2 separate regions of the Ovis aries genome follow, and region 1 is linked to region 2. Evidence: chromatin contacts called from public Hi-C data. All regions are on one chromosome and are shown on one strand. Each heading gives the region's core, a stretch centred on a gene start, on an enhancer-like site or on the middle of the called end of the contact. The rest is flanking DNA. Distances are from core to core; before and after follow the strand shown.

Region 1 (6,394 bases), core at 732-3,231, 210 kb after region 2:
CTCGCCGCACCTGTTTCTCTCGAGTCCGAGGACCGAGTTCCACACATCCATTCTGACCTTGAGGACATCCTGGAAATCCCACACTCCACCCCGGGGTTCAGCAGTACTCCCACCCCCTCCCCACAGGGACTGAAGCCCACTTGGGGCCCGCCAGGAGGGACCACCTCAAAATACCCACCCCGCGACGGAGTAAGAAAGCGCTCCCCGCGCCCTCCCGAGGTCCCCCGAGCATCCTTAGATCCGCCGCTTCCCCACCCCCTTGCCGCCGCGCCCCGCCCCCAGGTTGAGCCCCCACCTTTTCTCCCCACCCCGCAAATGGAGGAACGCACCCCCCGAATTCAGATCCTTTGGCATGCGAGAGGGTCACCCCCCGAATTCAGGGTTCCCCCTCTTTGGCACGTGAGAGGGTCGCCCTCGTAAGATCGCGCTGCAGAGCACCGAGGTGGGGGTCCCCGAGTAGGGGCCCACCGCGGGCGGCGGGGTGGGAAGGGCGGTCCCCGCGGCCCGGGCTCCGAGCCGGACGGTGCCGGGGGCTTCGGCCGGACCGCGCCGGGGCGAGGACAGCTACGGCAGGGCTTCGGGGAGCCGGGGTACGGTCCTGGCCGGGGCGCTCCCGGAACAGCCAAACTTTCTCCGCCACCTGAAGTTAGGGGCTCGGAGGCGGCGCGGAGCTGGGAGGCTCCGAGGAGTGGCCGGCGCCCCGACGGAACTGCGGGGTACCGAGCCCCCGCGGGCCGCGCGCCGCGCCGCCTCCCCCGCGCGCCGGGCTCCGCGCGGCCCGCGCTCACCTGGCTGTAGAGCTCGCTGACCGACATGACCGCGCCGGCCGGGCCGAGCCCGGACGCGGTGCCCTCGGCGGGCGGCAGGTCCCGGCGGCTCTCAGTCCTCGGCCGGCCCGTCCGGCGCCATCTTCTGCCCGAGTTTCTCGGCTCTTTCCCCTCCTCTCCGACCTGCCCCGCCGGCTTCCTGGAGGCGCCGCGGCCGGCTCGCTGTCTGCGGGAGCGACCTTTACTCCCGCGGCGGCGGCGGCGGGCGAGCGGGGGAGGAGGCCGCGGCGCCGCTCCCCGCGCAGGTATGGGAGGCGGCGCGGGCGCGCCGGAGGGAGCGGGCGGGCGCGCGGCCGGTGCGCCGCCGCCGCCGCCTCCTATGCGCCCTACGGGGGCCGGGCCCGCCGCCGCGGGGTCCCCGGGGCCGGGGCGGGGCCGCGCGCAGAGCGATCGCCGACCGCCCCCTGCCGGCCGCCGGGCGCGCGCGGGGCAGGTGCTAGCCCTGCACCTGCCGCGCGCAGCCCCCGCGCGGACTGCGCCCCGGGAGGCTGGGCGGGCACCCAGAGGAGACCAGGAAAGCAAAACACAAAGAAGAGGAAGAACCAGAGAAGGGAAAAGAGGAATAAAAAGGAGAGACGCCTGTGGCCGAAAGGCTTCATATATTTTTCCTGTGGATTTTCCCTGGGCGTTAACATTCCCATTATTAAAATTCAGTTATGGGTAGCCTGTTAAAGACGATTTGGAGGTACTCGAGATTGTCTGCACCAAATAGCGCCCCGCGCTGAAATCTGAGAGCAAGCAACGTGAGAGTCGAAACCCTTCTCCACTTTTGCAAATTTCACCCACAGCTTCCAACTAGGCTCCCGGCCGCTCCAACGGAGAACTGTTTGCCTCTCTGGGAAACCTCACATTTCCCCCCTCCCTCCCTCTCACGCACACTCCCAGCCCCTCTGCCGTTCTCTGTCTCATTTACTTTGGTCGCGTCTGCCAGTGACACCTAGCAGCTTTGCGCTCTCTTTGGCTTCCAAAGAAAAGTAGAAATCTCAGCCAAAAAGGAAAAGACTTGGCAGGAGTCTGTAAAGGCAGAGCAAGGGCTGTAGGAGGAGACGCTGTCTTCCGAGTTGGCTTTTGTACCTGAATGAGGGATGACTTCTGAAAGCAGTTCTCAGCCAGAGCATCCATGTCTGCGGCTCTTCCGGAGCCCCACTGCCGGGCGGGAGATTCTCAGACCCGTCCCATTTAAGACCTTCTCGCTTGGAAAGCAGGATCCCTATTTAGTCCACCTGCTGCCCTTCTCAACCATGCCTCCTCAATGAGAATCACCCGGGGAGCTTTAACAGTTCCACCGTGAGGAACTCCATTTGGCGAAGGGTGGGACCCCAGTATCTGAAGTTCCCCCTCTAATTCTAAAGAATCGTACTTCCAGGGTTGACCAATGCCAATGACCTAAGCTTGGACGACTCTTCTTGGATCTGAAAGGGAGCTCCTGTCCTGTCTCTCTCCCTCAAAAACCTGTCTGCAGAGTGTCCTTCCCTGTATTCTGGTAGTTCTTGAAGTGTGGCCCTCAGGGCCAATAGCATCACCTGGAAATTTTTAGATATACAAAATATGGGGCCTCATTGAGGACCAATCAGAAAGGCTGGGAGTGAGGCTCAACACCTGTGTCTCCACATCTCGCCCGGGTCCTTCCCTCTCAGGTAAGAAAGCCTCCTTTGCTAAGACTCAGCCCACCGCTACTCCAGATCCCCTCGCCTCCTCCACCCCTGTGCTCACTCAGTGGTCCTACCATTCCAACAGCAGGGAAGTGTGTATGAGAGGTGCTCAATCGTGCCTGATTCTTAGCGACCCATGGAGTGTGGTCCACCAGCTTGTCTGTCCATGGAATTCTCAAGGCAAGAATAATGGAGTGGGTAGCCATTGCCTTCTCCAGGGAATCTTCCCCACCCAGGAATCAAGCCCGGGTCTCCCACACTGCGGGCAGATTCTTTACCCTCCGAGCAGTCAGCCCTCTCAACTGGCTCTTGACTTTCCCCTCTGCTCTTTTCTGCTCCGCTTGTTGAGGTAGTAACTCCTGTGGACTTCCCTTACCCACGTCTAGCCCCTCTGTAATTCACTGGTTCTCAACACTTTCTGCACATTGGAATCACTTTTACAAAGACAAATGCCTGGCTCCCACTCCCAGAAATTCTGATTTGGCTTGTCTGGGGTGCTGTCTGAGCAAAGAGACTTTTAAGCATTTTCAGGTGGTTCTAATGGCAGTCAAGGTTAAGAAACTCTGCTCTCATTCCTTCCTAGGCAGTTCCCTCTCAACCCCATCCTATTGAAACTGCCGTCTCTGTCTGAAGCTTGGGGTGGGAACTGACTCTCGCTATGTTCTTGTCCCCCCTTGGCCTCTATCATTTTTCTTCTCTGTTTTCCCAGCTTTGCTAACCACACCTTCTTCTTTCTCTTCCTGAATAAAACTGTGGCCCATTTCCCAGATCTCAGCTTTCTTCTCAGCCACGCGCCCTTATCTCTCTTCTCACCGCAATGTTAACTCTCAAATCCAGCTCTAACCTCTAGATCCACTTCTCCACCTGCCGGGTAGACAATGCTAGCAATCCCTCTAAGCCCTCTGACCAACCTGAGACTCACGTGACCATCCTTTGTCCCCACCCCCAATCCAGGTCCAACTTTCTGGCTTCCATCATACCTGGCATGAATCAAAAGCTGAATTCACGCTGACTGAGCTGAATCACGTCCCTGAGGAGGCTCCTACTCTTGGCCAGAACTTTGTGGATGTCTAATGAAGAATTAATGCTTTTGAACTGTGGTGTTGGAGAAGACTCTTGAGAGTCCCTGGGACAGCAAGGAGATCTAACCAGTCCATTCTAAAGGAGATCAGTCCTGGGTGTTCTTTGGAAGGACTGATGCTAAAGCTGAAACTCCAATACTTTGGCCACCTCATGCAAAGAGTTGACTCACTGGAAAAGACCCTGATGCTGGGAGGGATTGGGGGCAGGAGGAGAAGGGGACGACAGAGGATGAGATGGCTGAATGGCATCACCGACTCGATGGACATGAGTTTGGGTGACCTCCGGGAGTTGGTGATGGAGAGGGAGGCCTGGTGTGCTGCAATTCATGGGGTCGCAAAGAGTTGGACACAACTGAGCGACTGAACTGATCTGAACTGAATCCCACAATCAGATATAGGCTTTCTCTCCTTGGAATAATAATAAAAACATTTGAAAACTTACTTTGTGCCAGGAAAAAGCATTTGCCAAGTGCTTTACTTCTGCGATCTTGTCTGAGACTCAAAGCAACCTTTTAGAGGCAGTTCAGATATTAACTGTTTCACAGCTGAGCAAAGTGAGGCTGAGGGTGTTGGGGAGACATTCTAGGTCAGAGAGCCAGTATTGAACTCAAACTCTATCACACTCTAGAGCCTAAGCACCTGCCAGCATTTCGTGAACTTTAGTGGGAATCAGGGTAAAGAGGATGCCGGGGGATACTAATCCGGTTGGTCCATGTGTGTGCATGTTTATTAAGTACCCTAGATGGTATAGGGCTCATACTTTTAAGAAGCACTGCTCTGTGCTCCATGGTTTCTCAAAGTAAAGAGAAGACACTCATTGTAAGTGACTTGCTCTCCTTCCTGACAGATGGTGCTTTCCATCACATACAAATGAGGAAGAACTTTGAACTTCCAAAGCATTCATCTGCACTGCACCCTGTAATGTGTGTGTACTAATATCCCTGTGTGTGTGTGCTAAGTCACTTCATTCATGTCCAGCTCTTTGTGACCCTATGGACTGTAGCCTGCCAGGCTCCTCTGCCTATGGGATTCTCCAGGCAAAGATACTGGAATTTTGCCATGCCCTCCTCCAGGGGATCTTCCCAACCCAGCGATGTGACCTGTGTCTCTTACACCTCCTACATTGGCAGGCGGGTTCTTTACCACTAGTGCCACCTGGGAAGCCCACTAATATCACTGGCTTCTCAACACTAGGCTCTAAGGCAGGAACAACACAGACCCATTGCCTTGCTCAAAGCAGACCTCAAGAAATAGTAAGTGAATTGTGCTGGACCTAGTGATTTGAGTCTAGCAAAGGCGATGGGGAATCACTTCCATGAGTACGTTATAAGACTGTGACTTTGTCTTGCTGGAATTTTCTCTGGCATTTCTCATATGTTTGCTCCCATGAAGCAAGCTAACCTGTTGTGAGCCGCCCTATGGAGAGATTCAAGTGACAAGAAACTGAGGGTAGCCTCAGACCAACAGCACTCGAAAACTGAATTCTCCCAGTGCTGAGTGAGCTTGGAAGCAGATTCTGCACTAGCCAAGGCTTCAGACTTGACTTGAAGACCACACCCCCAGCTGGCACTTTGATGGCAGACACGTGGGACACCCAGAAGCTGAGGATGCAGAAAAGCTGTGTCTAAATTAAACTGTGAGATAATAAATGTGTATGGTTTTGAAGCCACTAAGTTTTGGGATAATTTGTTATGCAGCAAGAGGTGGCTAAGACAATCACATACAAAAAGTATCCTGCGGTGATTGTCCCACTGGCACGAACTTCATCCTAGCAATTTCTCTCCTCCCCTTCTCAATAGGTTGGTTTCCCAAATATTCCTACTTACTAAGGCAGCATCTTCAAACTGTGGTCTGTGGTGCCCTGGTTAATGCAGGACTTTTCAAGGAGCCATTAGTCCATAGCTTGTCTTAAGAAAATCGATTTCCATCCACACACATATGGACACCTTATCTTTGACAAAGGAGGCAAGAATATACAATGGAGTAAAGACAATCTCTTTAACAAGTGGTGCTGGGAAAACTGGTCAACCACTTGTAAAAGAATGAAACTAGATCACTTTCTAACACCGCACACAAAAATAAACTCAAAATGGATTAAAGATCTAAATGTAAGATCAGAAACTATAAAACTCCTAGAGGAGAACATAGGCAAAACACTCTCAGACATAAATCACAGCAGGATCCTCTATGATCCACCTCCAAGAATGCTGGAAATAAAAGCAAAAATAAACAAATGGGATCTAATTAAAATTAAAAGCTTCTGCACAACAAAGGAAAATATAAGCAAGGTGAAAAGACAGCCTTCTGAATGGGAGAAAATAATAGCAAATGAAGCAACTGACAAACAACTAATCTCAAAAATATACAAGCAACTTCTGCAGCTCAACTCCAGAAAAATAAACGACCCTATCAAAAATGGGCCAAAGAACTAAATAGACATTTCTCCAAAGAAGACATACGGATGGCTAACAAACACATGAAAAGATGCTCAACATCACTCATTATTAGAGAAATGCAAATCAAAACCACAATGAGGTACCACTTCACACCAGTCAGAATGGCTGCGATCCAAAAATCTGCAAGCAATAAATGCTGGAGAGGGTGTGGAGAAAAGGGAACCCTCCTACACTGTTGGTGGGAATGCAAACTAGTACAGCCACTATGGAGAACAGTGTGGAGATTCCTTAAAAAATTGCAAATAGAACTACCTTATGACCCAGCAATCCCACTTCTGGGCATACACACCGAGGAAACCAGAATTGAAAGAGACACATGTACCCCAATGTTCATCGCAGCACTGTTTATAATAGCCAGGACATGGAAACAACCTAGA
Region 2 (5,675 bases), core at 2,192-4,691:
AGTTCTGGCTCCACCACACCCTGGGGTATACTGCAGTCTGCTTATACAGACTGGGGCTGGCTCACACCCTGCGGTAGCTTCCTTCACCACCAGAGGGCTTCCTGACCTTAGGGCATTGCATCCCCTAAAAGAGTTGGAAATCTCAGCCTGGTGTGGGTGTGGGGCTCTCCTCTTCACTAGCTCCTGCACGGAATCTCCTCCTCACCCTCAAGATGGTTCTTTTACACCCACTACTTCTGGACCCCTGAAATCCTCTTATTTAATAGCTAGTTATCTACTACTGCTCTTGTTAACAATTACAGTAATTTTACTCTGTTGGGATAACCAGTGTGGTTTCTGTCTCATGGATACAAAAGGCAAACCATATATATCCACCAGTTATCCAGAGAAGGGAACGGCACTCAGACTTGAGCACAGGAAGGCCTGCTTTTCTCCCCACGTGGCGATCAGGGTGAGCCCTGTTCAGCCATGTTTTATTTGGACCTTGGATGAAATGTCCCTGATCCCCAAGGTAAAAGTGCGAAGTGTTAGTTGCTCTCAACTCCATGGACTGTGGCCCGCCAGGCTCCTCTGTCCATGGGATTCTCCAGGCAAGAATACTGGAGTGGGTTGACATTTCTTTCTCCAGGGGATCTTCCCAACCCAGGGATCGAACCTGGGTCTCCTGCATTGCAGGCAGATTCTGATCCCCAAAGAACCTAAGAAATACTGCTCTAGGTTGATCAGACCTCTCAGAGGCCAAATGTTCATCAGGGAAGGGCTGGGAAAAGCACCAGGGCCCCCTGAGCCACTCTGTAGATTTCAGGCTAACTTCCCAAGCTTCCCCTTTGTTGGCTGCAGGTCCCAGGAATTTACCACTTCAACTTCCCAGTTGAGCATGGATTCCTACCACCTTGGGGCTCTTCTCCCCCAGAACTGGCCAGAGAAGGGGCCACTTTCCTCTAGCTCTACTGCCGACTCAATGGACATGAGTTTGAGCAAACTCCATGAGTTGGTGATGGACAGGGAGGCCTGGCCTGCGGCAATCCATGGGGCTGCAAAGAGTCGGACACGACTGAGTGACTGAACTGAACTGCCCTTTAGGACTGAGAAGAACAGAGAGAAATTCTTGTTTTATGGATTCCACTGCTAAGCTCGAGATGGAAACAGCATTAACAGACATAACACTGCCTGAATTACAGAGCTGCCAGGTCTTTACGCTCCATTTCCAACTTGGATCCCACAGTGGCGGTTCGTAGGTAGTACAGCCCCGAGGGCACGTTCTTTCTGCTAGAACACACTGCTTCAAACCCAGACCACAACACAAAAGAGATACGTCTCCTCTCAGTTTGTGTCCATGCCCTGCGGGAATGAAAGGGGCGGGGCAGGGGGGGTGCCCATGGTGGTCCATGGTTGATCCGAGAGATCAACGCTCAAATCCTATTGTTAAGAAAGGGCATAAGAGCTCCACACCATCAGCTTGGGAGCCTGCAGGTTGGGGTAGAATAAAAAGAAGAAGATATTCACCAGGAGCCAGAGGGCTTCCCCACCAGCTTATTAAGCTTGGTAAGCCAAGTAGGACATTGCTGAGCTTTCTTCTCCGTGAAATCAACCCTTTGGTCCCTTCTCCCCATCCCCAAGCTCCTTACCAACGAGCGTGAATGCTTGTCGAGTCTTCTCAAAGTCCTCAGCATCATCCACACCCTCGATGACCGTGTTTCCTCCCTGTGACGTGTAGAAGAAGTCCTCAGCACAGGCTGCAGTGGGGAGGGAAGTGAGGAGTCAGGCACGGGGGGGATGCTGCGTCCCAGGGTCACCGCAGAGCACGCCCCCAAGGATGCCTAGCCCCGGGGCAAGCTGTCCCAGGCCAGAGTTTATTCCCAGCAAGATATGGAACCCTTTCAAATTTCATCTTTTTCTTTTTTTAAATTGAGGTAAGAGTTACATAAAACATACTATTTTAATCATATTTAACTACAGAGTTCGTGGCTTCCCTCATAGCGCAGTTGGTAAAGAATCCGCTTGCAATGTAGGAGACCCCGGTTCGATTCCTGGGTTGGGAAGATCCGCTGGAGAAGGGATAATCCAGCTACCCACTCCAGTATTCTTGGGCTTCCCTTGTAGCTCGGCTGATAAAGAATCTGCCTGCAATGTGGGAGACCTGGGTTTGATCCCTGGGTTGGGAAGATCCCCTGGAGAAGGGAAAGGCTACCCACTCCAGTATTCTGGCCTAGAGAATTCCATGGACTGTACAGTCCATGGGGTCGCAAAGAGTTGGACACGACTGAGCGACCTTCACTTTCACTTTCTTTCAACTACAGGGTTCAGTGGCACTGCGTGCATTCACACTGCTGTGCAACCTTGCCACCACCCACCTCCCGAATTTTTCACCTTCCTAAACCGAAACTCTGTCCCCATTAGACACTAAGTCCCCTTCCCCCTCCTGACCCCACCCGCACCCCTGGGCATCTACCAATGTACTTTCTGACTCTATGAGTTTGACTATTCTAGGTGCCTCGTTTAAGTGGAGCCAAACAGGGTTTCAAATATCATCTTTATTGACCACAGCAAATGGGACAGAAGACTGAGGATCAAAAGACAGAAAACTACACTTCAGTGGAGAACCTGTTGCTTGCATTAAACGGATACGTGAAAAAACATGAGAAAATAAAATGGCTGGTTCAATTACAGTAGAATTCAATTACAGAAGAGTTCAATTACAGCAGACTTATCTTTAAAAGGCTCTGAGAAACATGGTAAAAAAAAATGTACACCCACCCTAGAAGCAGACCTCCGTGACCATCCGTAATCTCTGACAGCTTCGTTTAACACATGAAGGGCAGTGACGTGCCCAGGGGGACACAGCCTTTTTTGTTTTAAATGTTAGGGCATTGTGAGCTATTTAAGCATGTGTGTAAACCCAGGTTGAGGCTCAGTGCTTGCCCTCAATCCTCAGTTTAATTCCTCTTCCATCAGGCCTCTGCTCACCGCCTGGACGGGGAGTGAACAGGCAGCCAGTTATCGATCCAGAGGTGTCCTCAGGGGAGCGTCTGCACCCCAGGGCTCAGAAGCCAGGGTTTCAGGCAACAGTTGCAGCCAATCAACATTACCCTCGAAAGTCACTTACACTTTCCACGAACTAGCACCTCTGTGGGGCTACAACCCTGTCCAGGGCTTGGATTTGATAACGTGCCAACACTGGACACTGGCTGTTTTCCTTCCGCCCCTGCAAACACCAGCTCAAAGATCTTCTCTTGATCTGGGCACGCACAGTTGATGGCACATGAGCTACACGGGCTTCAGCACAGCTTCCCGGCAACTCCTGGTGACCCCCTTCAATACCTGTCCTTCTGACTTGATCTCCGAAGAATTTCTTCACTCTCTTTCCTTCCTCCCTCCTGACCGCCACTGCCCCAGGCCTGACCTTCAGCTCCTGTTGTCTGGGAACTGTTGCAAAAGTTCCCCTGGCTTCTGCTCCTGTCCTTTCAAAACACTCCTCCAAATCGCCGGAAACTGATCACACCACTCCCTGCCGAACGCTCCGTGGAGACCACTGCCCTCAAGGGAAAGGTCAAGCTCCCGAGAAGGGCCTCCCGGACCTTTGATTAAGTGGCTTCCTCCAAACACTCCAGACCCAAGGCTCTTCCTTCCTTTGCCACCTGTACGTCCCAGACCCAACAGCTTCCTCACTGCCACTCCTCGGGCTCCACTTGTTCAGGCCCTGCCAGATCTCTCCACTCCCCACCTCCAATCCTACGCTCCAGGGAGCACTGCACTCTGCCAATTCCTCCCACCGGCCCAGTCCACGCTATCAGGCCCAGCAAGGAAGCAGCAGAACTCAGCCCCAAACCCCAGTCTCCCACACAACCAGCAAGGAACACTGTACACAGGAATAAACAGCATAGTAGCAGTCACGTTTAATGAGGGCGGGCCTTCTGGAGAGGTTGTTTCAACGCCCCCTGATGACTGCAGGCACCTGAGCGGGGAGATGAAGGACTTCAGCCCCGAGCTCACTCACGGCCACAGCAAAAGCCCACTTTGATGAAGCAAGTGACATTAGGTCTTTGTGGAAGATGGCAAATTTGGATCTTTCGTTCTCATCACCCTGGAAGCTCTGACAGAGTATTGTTAACAGCTTCAGAGGTTTAATAAAACACCAATTCTATGCCCCCTTCACATTTATCTTTCAAAACACCTCGTTTGATGATTTTTACAGTGTCTGTATGAGGATGACTGAATACAGTCGTCCCTGTAGAGGAGAGTGACAAAGTTGGCTTAAAGCTCAACATTCAGAAAACAAAGATCATGGCATCTGGTCCCATCACTTCATGGGAAATAGATGGGGAAACAGTGGAAACAGTGTCAGACTTTATTGTTTTGGGCTCCAAAATCACTGCAGATGGTGACTGCAACCTTGAAATTAAAAGACACTTACTCCTTGGAAAAAGTTATGACCAACCTAGATAGCATATTCAAAAGCAGAGATATTACTTTGCCGACTAAGGTCCGTCTAGTCAAGGCTATGGTTTTTCCTGTGGTCATGTATGGATGTGAGAGTTGGACTGTGAAGAAGGCTGAGTGCTAAAGAATTGATGCTTTTGAACTGTGGTGTTGCAGAAGACTCCTGAGAGTCCCTTGGACTCCAAGGAGATCCAACCAGTCCATTCTGAAGGAGATCAGCCCTGGGATTTCTTTGGAAGGAATGATGCTAAAGCTGAAACTCCAGTACTTTGGCCAACTCACGTGAAGAGTTGACTCATTGGAAAAGACTCTGATGCTGGGAGGGATCGGGGGCAGGAGAAGAAGGGGACGACCGAGGATGAGATGGCTGGATGGCATCACGGACTCGATGAACGTGAGTCTGAGTGAACTCCGGGAGTTGGTGATGGACAGGGAGGCTTGGCATGCTGCGATTCATGGGGTCACAAAAAGTCGGACATAACTGAGTGACTGAACTGAACTGAACTGTGTATCCATAGAGGGTTGGTTCCAGGACCCCCCCCCCCCTCACAGATACCAAAATCTACAGATCCTGAAGTCTCTTATATAAAATAGAGCTTCCCCAGCGGCTCAGACAGTAAAGGATCTGCCTGCAGAGCAGGAAGCCCAGGTTTGCTCCCTGGGTCGGGAAGATCCCCTGGACAAGGGAATGGCAAAACACTCCAGGATTCTTGCCTGGAGAATCCCCTGGACAGAGGAGCCTGGCGGGCTACAGTCCATGGGGTCACAAAGAGTCGGACACAACCGAGCAACTTATATAAAATGCTGTAATACAATCAGCCCTCTACAACTGTGGGTCGAATTTCGGTTCGCTGAATCCACGGAAGTAGAAACCGCAGATATGGAGGGCCAAATGTATATTTACTCCCATTTTCCAGACAGGCAAACTGAGCATCATAGGGTTTTTAGGGGCAGGCTCACCCAGGGTTTGGCCAGGCCTGGCAGCCCATTCCTTGATCACCCTGCTAAGGAGATGGTTATCTATGAAATCCCATTGCTTAGCCATAGATACAACTTAACTTTTTATCAAAAGTATCAGCTGATATACTAGAGTTGTCTGCGACTCCAAGAAGAAGAATACTAAACTGTCACCCTGGAGGGAAGGAGGCATTTTCAAAATCAAACACCTGTTGTTGTCAGCAGCCAGGGCCCTGCCATCTCACATTCTAAGTCAGACAGACCACTCCACCCTTCTG

Evidence for each region. A called contact is a pair of places that touch in the nucleus more often than the background predicts.
Region 1: a Hi-C map of liver shows a contact between it and region 2, with 7 times the contacts expected there. The contact joins the promoter of MYO5B here to the enhancer-like site in region 2. A contact is called at or near these places in 5 of 16 Hi-C or Micro-C datasets (blood, hypothalamus, liver and 1 more).

What each region holds. Positions count from the first base shown.
Region 1 is chr23:50,128,369-50,134,762 of ARS-UI_Ramb_v3.0, forward strand. It overlaps MYO5B (myosin VB), which reads right to left and starts at 1,982. Exons shown (of 39, transcript XM_042239477.2): 1 at 1,902-1,982. The coding sequence starts at 1,949. It also overlaps the pseudogene LOC132658507.
Region 2 is chr23:49,914,475-49,920,149 of ARS-UI_Ramb_v3.0, forward strand. MYO5B (myosin VB) reads right to left here. Exons shown (of 39, transcript XM_042239477.2): 8 at 1,629-1,736. Among named protein-coding and RNA genes, the nearest start is that of ACAA2, 140 kb to the left of the region's middle. Within about 2 kb of position 3,442, at least 4 of the 54 cell types and tissues checked have an H3K27ac peak or open chromatin away from gene starts, as enhancers often do. A contact at or near this core is called in liver, where this site is marked.